Linked DNA regions of Callithrix jacchus: region 1 is linked to region 2. The links are chromatin contacts, called in public Hi-C maps. All regions are on one chromosome and are shown on one strand. Each heading gives the region's core, a stretch centred on a gene start, on an enhancer-like site or on the middle of the called end of the contact. The rest is flanking DNA. Distances are from core to core; before and after follow the strand shown. Region 1 holds the start of IWS1 (interacts with SUPT6H, CTD assembly factor 1). Region 2 holds the start of SFT2D3 (SFT2 domain containing 3).

Evidence for each region. Hi-C and Micro-C count contacts between places; a contact is called where the count stands out from the background.
Region 1: a Hi-C map of skeletal muscle shows a contact between it and region 2, with 2.6 times the contacts expected there. The contact joins the promoter of IWS1 here to the promoter of SFT2D3 in region 2. A contact is called at or near these places in 2 of 3 Hi-C or Micro-C datasets (both in skeletal muscle).

Annotation. Positions count from the first base shown.
Region 1 is chr6:36,880,589-36,884,293 of calJac240_pri, reverse strand. It overlaps IWS1 (interacts with SUPT6H, CTD assembly factor 1), which reads right to left and starts at 2,113. Exons shown (of 14, transcript XR_013518830.1): 1 at 1,933-2,113.
Region 2 is chr6:36,718,687-36,722,607 of calJac240_pri, reverse strand. SFT2D3 (SFT2 domain containing 3) reads left to right here and starts at 1,614. Exons shown (of 1, transcript XM_078327028.1): 1 at 1,614-3,921. The coding sequence starts at 1,646. The coding sequence ends at 2,293.

The DNA of each region.
Region 1 (3,705 bases), core at 864-3,363, 160 kb before region 2:
CGATTCTCCTTCTCAATTTCCCGAGTAGCTGGGATTACAGGCGACTGCCACCACGCCTGGCTAGTTTTTGTATTTTTTGTAGAGGCAGGGTTTCACCATGTTGACTGGTCTCGAACTCCCGACCTCAGGTGACCTTGGCCTCCCAAAGTGCTAGGATTACAGGCATGAGCCACTATGCACAGCCTACTTTTTGAAAAGTAACTTAAAAAACACAAATGAATGGAAAAAAGCTATTTTGAAAGTATCAGGAAAGTGTTTTTTGTTTTTGGTTGTTTTTTTTTTTTTTTTTGTCGCCCAGGCTGGAGTGCAGTGGTGCAATCCGGGCTCACGGCAACCTCCGCCTCTGGGCTCAGGGCTCAGGGCTCAAAGAATCCTCCCACCTCAGCTTCCAGAGTAGCTGGGACTACAGGTGTGAGCCACCACACTCGGCTAATTTTTGCATTTTTGTAAAAATGGGCGGCAGGAGTCTCACTATGTTGCCCAGACTGGTCTCAAACTCCTGGGCTCAAGCCATCAGCCACCTACGCCTCCCAAAGTGCCGGTATTACAGGCATGAGCCACCGCACCTGGCTCAGGAAAGTGTTTTTAAGCCGCATAGCAGTGTGTTTGGAGAGCCCTTTGTAGTCATTACAATTCACTGTCCTATGTAAGGAAAGGCAACGAACTCAAAACAGTAAACAGCTTAACGCTTAAATAATTATTTAAACACTTAAATTTTTTTATTTTCAATTTTTCTGGGTACATAGTGGGTGTATACATTTATGGCGTATTTAAGAACTTTTGAGACAGAACGCCCCAATAGAACTGGTACACAAAAGGAAAGCAAATGCAACCTATTTCCCACAGCCGGTTCTGCCTCATTTATCTTTAATCTCAGGTACTGAGCACCGTGCCAGCAAAGTGGGGCCCAGAAAGTTTACAGAATAATCAAACAATAAAGAAAGGAGACCAAACTTCGGTTAGAAGAGGAAAGATCCCGAGGTGGAGGAAAGGCACAAATGTCACCAGTAAGTGCCAGAAGTGCACTCCTTACTCTGAATGCAACTGAAACGTGGGTCCTGCACTTACTATGTTCCGTACTGCAGGCAAGATTAAACCACCCCTAACTAAGAGCGAAAAGTCTAGGAAAGATCTCCCGCCCCATCGCCCCTTGGATTCTCCAACTACTCAACTACTGAGAACTCCCTTAACAGAAGAAACCTCTCCTGCCCTAGCACTTTGCACACAATAGGAGCTCAATATACGAAAGTACTTCTCAATTTCAGCAAAAACCTTCGCCGATTCGGAAGAAAGCTTTCCCTCCAGAATCCCCTCTCAGCTGGTCGGAGGGCTCTTGTCCTACACTGGTTGTGCACCTCGGACCAGTAGTGGGACGGCAGGTTTCGGGGACCTCCTAGCCCCCATCCGCGGGGTGCCAGGCCGAGCCCTGCCGAGTAACTGCTCCGCCCCCCCAGCCCGGTCTTCCAGGTCCCTGCCCCACCTGACTGGTCGCCGCTGTAATATTCCGAGTCCATGGCAGGCGGACTCTCAGCGGGGAGTGTCCGCGCCCCGCGCCGCCCCCGTCACCTCCTTGCAGGCGGTGTGACCCCAGATGGCGTGGCTCAGTGTTCAGAGGCTCCCGCCCGACCGGAGAACTTAACGGATGCGGAGGGTAAGAAAGCAGCAGCGGCAGCGGCGAATGCTTTGACCGGGAAGTCCCGGCAGAAAAGGCCGTACCCGGCAGGCAAGCAGGCATGCGAGCCGGCGATCTACTTCCTAGAAGCACCGCTGGGGCCAAAATGGCGTCTGCCCACGACCCTCAGAGGAATGCAGCGCGCAGGTGCCGCAACCCGTCAACCTGCCAATGAGAAGGCGCAACAGCAATGACGCGAGGCACGGCCGGAAAGGAGACTCATGGGAAAATTGAGCGGGACCTCGGCTTCAGTTAAATACCTTTCCCGGGAGAAGCTTGGTCTGGCCTCCGTGGAAGTAACGTTATCATTGATTTTTTATCAATTCCTAGATTCAGTGTCCGCGCCTTGTTTGAACAGCTTTCGAAATACTCTTCCGAAAAAATGAAGACCCGCTCAAATTACTTTTCCGTCATTAGCCACTGTCGTTCCCGTGAGGCCCCGAGGCTCCTGATTCCCGCCGGCAGTAGGCGAGAAAGCGGGTGTTGCACTCTGGGACTTGTAGTGTGACGCCCGGGAGCTGTGATGCGTTACTAACTGGCGCGATCCACAGCGCCTCCTCTCCCGGCGTCTTCCTCTCTTTCATTCTAAATAACGACTTAATTTCCTTGTTAAGAAGGCATTTAGCCAACAGTGAGAAATACACATCTTTGCTTCCAGAAGTGTACAAAGAAGTACACATCTTTGCTTCACCTTCCTGATGAAACACCGAGGAAGATGAAGTTGAACTTGACCTGAGCCCTGTGTTCCTGAAAAACAGCGGGGCTTAAGAAACCCTCTCTTCTATTTGTGTTTCTGGAACGGTACACTGTAAGGAACCACTCATCTCCATGTGACAGATAAAACGCTTGCAGATAATCCCTTTGTTTGTCTGTGACAAGGCCAAACAGAGACCTTTTCCCTTTTTTCTGAGCCTGTTAATAAAGCCAAACAGATCTTCCAAATTCCTGCTCATGATATCGAGTGATTAGCTGAGATTAGAACTCTTCCCCACCCCAAACTAGTTAGACACGGGGAACATTTTCTGTTCACCTGACTGACTGAAACTTCTGATTGCAAAACAATCCCAGCTGTCAATCATTCCACCTTCCTCCCTATAAAAAGCAAAACTATGCTACCAAGACACTGATCATATCTAGAGTGTTCTCCCTATTGCAATAGGCTGAGTAAAATCTATTTCCTTGTTCGTTTTAGTCTTGGACAGGGAGGGGATCATTCTTGCCTTTGATCGGAGGAGGGCCAATAGAGGTTTAAGCAAAGACTCTCCAGGAGGTGTAGACATGTAGAAAAAGAGCCTTTTGTTTGTGATGCAGATATCTGACCCTTCGTTAGCCAGTCAGAGTATGCTGGCAGAACCCAATTATAGGCTCCTAAAGAGGACTTGGGAAGAGAAGAAAGGGTAGAAGTGGTTTCTTTCTGGAAATTCCCATTTTCCTGCAAGAGAGTTCATGAATATTCCTTGCCGATGTGGTGGAAAGAGCACTGAATCCAAATTCCTCCTTTTCAGCCGTGGGAATGACCTTCTCAGGCAGTCTTGAGAATCAGAAGAACAAAGAATTACCAATGTCTGAAACGAAAGGTACAAAATTAAGCTTCCTTCCATTTGATAGAAGATATCAAGGCTCTAGGCCCTCTTCTAATGAGAAGGTGAGAGTATACCTGTGTAAATGGAGGAGGATTAATAGATCAAAATTTTAGGAAGAGTTCAGTGGAAGAAAAGCTTTTAGTTTCAGCACAGATATAAGGCCAACAGTAAGGAAAGTGGTTGGGTTGTAAACAATGCAATTGCCAAATGATAATTACTGAATTTTGGCATTAAAACTAACTGTACTGGATAGAAGCACTCTGGACGCACAACAATGTGCTTAGCTTCAAAGAAGCTTCAGATCTAATTTTTTTACTCAGAAAGCCACCAATTTAGTCAGACAGGACACACCTTTCAAATGAATACAAAGCCTTAGTTAAAGCAGTGTGCTTCTCAGTGTAAACACAGCTTACAGAGAGTTCCCAGAGCTCCTTCCTGCCAGCTGGCTGT
Region 2 (3,921 bases), core at 365-2,864:
TTTCCTTCCTTTTTAAGGCTGAATGATAGTCCATCGTATGCATATATCACATTTTATTTATCTGCTGATGGACACTTGGGTGGCTTCCACCTCTTGACTGATGTGAATAGCGTTGCTGTGAAGAGTTGTACAAATCTCCGAGACCCTGCTTTCAATTCTTTGGGGTATATACCCAGAGTGGAATTGCTGGATCAGATTGTAATTATATATACACATACACACATATATGTATTTGTGTGTGTGTGTGCGCACGCGTATTTATTTTCAGGAACTTCCATACTGTTTTCCACAGCGGCTGTAGCATTTACATTCCCACCAACAGTGCACAAGGCTTCCAATTCCTCCATTCTTGACAGCACTTGTAACCTTCTGGTGTGTTTGTTATTTTGTTTTGATGGTAGTCATCCTAATGGTTTAGCCCATGCTAAGTGATCAGGACGGTCACTGTTATTATCAAGTGAGGTAACAAATCAGAATGTATTCCGAAAACGAATTATATCTGTCAGGATGAAACCAAGAAAACAAAGACCATGAAAAGGAATTTAGTGGGGGAGATTAGTTACACAGGGGATGGAAAGGCTGAGAAGCCAAACCACAGGAAGCCATTCTCCTAGGGCAGAGGACAAAGGACACAGGGCCACCCAGAGGAAGACAAGGTGGTGAGGGGAGCTGTGAAGGTAGCTGGAGAGAGAAGCCCAGGGAAGCCTGGAGGAATGTAATGTGAAAGGAATCTCAGGCAGACACCTGCTTGGAGGCTCTGAGAAAGAGCAGGGCACGTAGGTGTGGCCTGAGAAGAGATCAAGATTGGCCTAGCGTGGGGCGGGGGCAGCTTGTCTGAGTGACCTGACGATAAGTCAGGAAACCTGGGCGTGGCGCTGTCCAGAGCACAAGAGTGACACCGAACACAGGACAGCAGCACCGAGTCTTGGACACGGGGCGCAAAGGAGTCAAGGATGTTGCCAGGTCTGTGGCCGAAACTGAGAACCGAATAGAGAAGCAGGCTGAGCATGGTGGGGGTCAATCTTTCCTTTATCAACCCCATGGTAAGTGATCAGGATGGTCACTATTACTAAAAGTGAAATGACAAATCAGGACGCGACGTTCCCAAAAAACAAACCACCTGAGTCACACAAGTGTGAACTTTTTAAATTTTTATTTTGAGATCACTCTAAGTTTGTGTTCAGTTGTAAGAAACAAGAGAGATCCTGTGTACCCTTTACCCATTCCTCCATGTTGCAAAACTAGCACGACATCACCGCCACGGTAGACGCGGACAGGCCGTAGGGCATTTCCATCAGCAGAAGGGACCCTCTTGTGCCCCCGTAGAGCCACATCCACCCTGGCCTTCCAACTAACTTAATGCTGGCAGGACTTAGCCAGACCGTAAGGACTCCTACTCGGGACAAAGAAGAGGGTCAGGGAATGGGAGGGCGACTGAAGGCGGATTGGCAGCACGCAAGCCCGCGGTATTCCGGGACACAGCAGAGGTCTGCCGAGGAAGCACCCGCCTCCGCGAGTGCTGCGGCCCTGCCCCTTTCGCCGCGGCCGACCAATTGCCGCCCGAAGGCGGAGCCGCTTCCGTCCGCGGCAGGGGAGGGCCGGAAATGAGCGGTAGCTTTTTCCTCCAGCTACCGCCTTACCCAAGATGGCGGACCTCCACCGTCAGCTGCAGGAGTACCTGGCGCAGGGGAAAGCGGGCGGCCAGGCGGCCACGGAGCCGTTACTTGCCGCGGGGAAGGCGGAGGAGCCCGGAGACGGGCCGGCGGGGGCGTGGCTGGGCCGCGCGAGCCTGCGCTGGGCGTGGTCGCGGAGCTCGACGGAGTCGGCGGCTGCGGGCCCGGCGTGCCTGCCGAGCGTGACGCGCGGGCAGCGGCTGGCGGCGGGCGGCGGGTGCCTGCTGCTGGCGGCACTCTGCTTCGGCCTGGCCGCGCTCTACGCGCCGGTGCTGCTGCTGCGCGCGCGCAAGTTCGCGCTGCTCTGGTCGCTGGGCTCGGCGCTGGCTCTGGCGGGAGGCGCGCTGCTGCGGGGCGGCGCGGCGTGCGGGCGCCTGCTGCGCTGCGAAGAGGCGCCGTCGCGGCCCGCGCTGCTCTACGGGGCCGCGCTGGGCGCCACGCTATTTGCGGCGCTGAGCCTGCGGAGCACGCTGCTCACGGTGCTGGGCGCGGGCGCGCAGGTGGCCGCACTGTTGGCCGCGCTGGTCGGGCTGCTGCCCTGGGGCGGCGGCACGGCGTTGCGCCTCGCGCTGGGTCGCCTGAGCCGCGGCGCCGGCCTCTCCAAGGCTCTGCCCGTGTGAGGACCTCGCGCCCGCGCCACCTGGGAAGGACGCGGAGCCAGCGCCCGCAGAGCCGAGGACTGCACGCGGGTGTCGGGACCCCGCGGCGAAGGCCCTTCCGCGACCGCCTGCGAGTCTAAGTTGGGAGCGGCTGCTGGCACGGGAGGCGACAGCAGCGTCGGGAGCTCTTGAATGTCAGCGTCTTGTGCTGGACTCGGAACGTGCTCTGGAGATTTTGTCATTGAACTGGTGACAGGATATGAGACGGTTATTAAGTTGCTCTCGAAGTAGCTGTGGTCTTAGGTTCGGCTGAGTAAAGAAAAATGGCTTTTCTTCGAATTAGCTGTTCTTTTCTCAGGCTGTTTTGTCATTTAAAAATCCAGTGGTAGATGTAGGTTGGTGACGGTACTTTGTTGTTTTGACTATACCGAGACTTGGAAGTTGTTATCTCATGCTTCCGTGTCAGCGAATCCGGAAGGGTATCAGATTAAACACCGAATTCAGCCACTGGACTTTTAAAAGTACTTATTTAAGATGGTTTATCTTGGGCTTTTTCTTCAGTTAACGCCATCATAAAATAGTGCCTGATAACATGAAGGGAAAATTAGTTCTGTATTTCACGTCGAAAGCGATGGACCAAAGAAATTTCCTGCCCCAAGAAGCGTGGGATCCAGGAAGGGGCACGTACATGCATAGCGGTCTCGGAAGAAATCCTGCAAATAGGAAGATAATTCTACGTCCGGAATTCCTGTATCTGGTGGAAAGCATGGATTTCTACAAGCTCGAATTACTCTTCACTTTATGGTCTGCTTTGTAAACTAGTTTACAATTCGCAGGCCGATCTTAAGATGCTTTTCATATCTAATTGCCGTTTCCTTCATTTTAGGTTCAGCACTTACTTTTACCTACCTTAATTTATTGCCAGTATGAGCCTAACACTCTTGAGTCCAGAAAACTACGTCTTGTCAGTAGCAATACACTAGGAAGTAGAATATATTTGGAATATAAACATTCTGTGCCAGTGGTTCTCACACTTGACTGCTTATCAGTTACTTGAAGAGCCACACCTCCAGATCAATGCAGTCAGAACGTGGGAACTAGGTCCCAGGCATCAGAACCTTTTTTTCTTTATTTTTTTCTTCTTGGTGCCGTGACTCGGATGCATCAGAACCTTTTTAAAGCGCCACAGGTGATTCTGTGTTCCCTGAGGTTGAGGACCACTACTTTTTCTGTGCACTGGCTTGCACAGTTTGCAAATAATGATCTTACTGAGCTGGATCCCAGTGTTGCCTTCACAGGGTGTCTGTCCTGCAGTGCTGCTGCTCCCTCCAACCCCAAAATGTGTTTTCCTAAGTCAGGTCCCTAAGCCCTGTCCCAAGAAGTGACACAAGTGGCCAGCATTCACACTGTAGGCTTGCAGGCTACCCACCCTGAGTTTTGGTCAAGAACACTGCCTTGTTCCCTGTCAGTAAACAAGGTTACCTACCTCAAAAGGCTGCTCTTGAGAAAGCAAATGCAGTATTTTCAGGATGATTTATTTTTTCAGTTATAAAGACTTATGCCATTGGCTGCTCTTTCTAGTCCCCTAAATTTCTGTTCTAGTTTTAAATTTCTCTAGAATTTGCAATCGTTGGGGGTTTTACAATTTT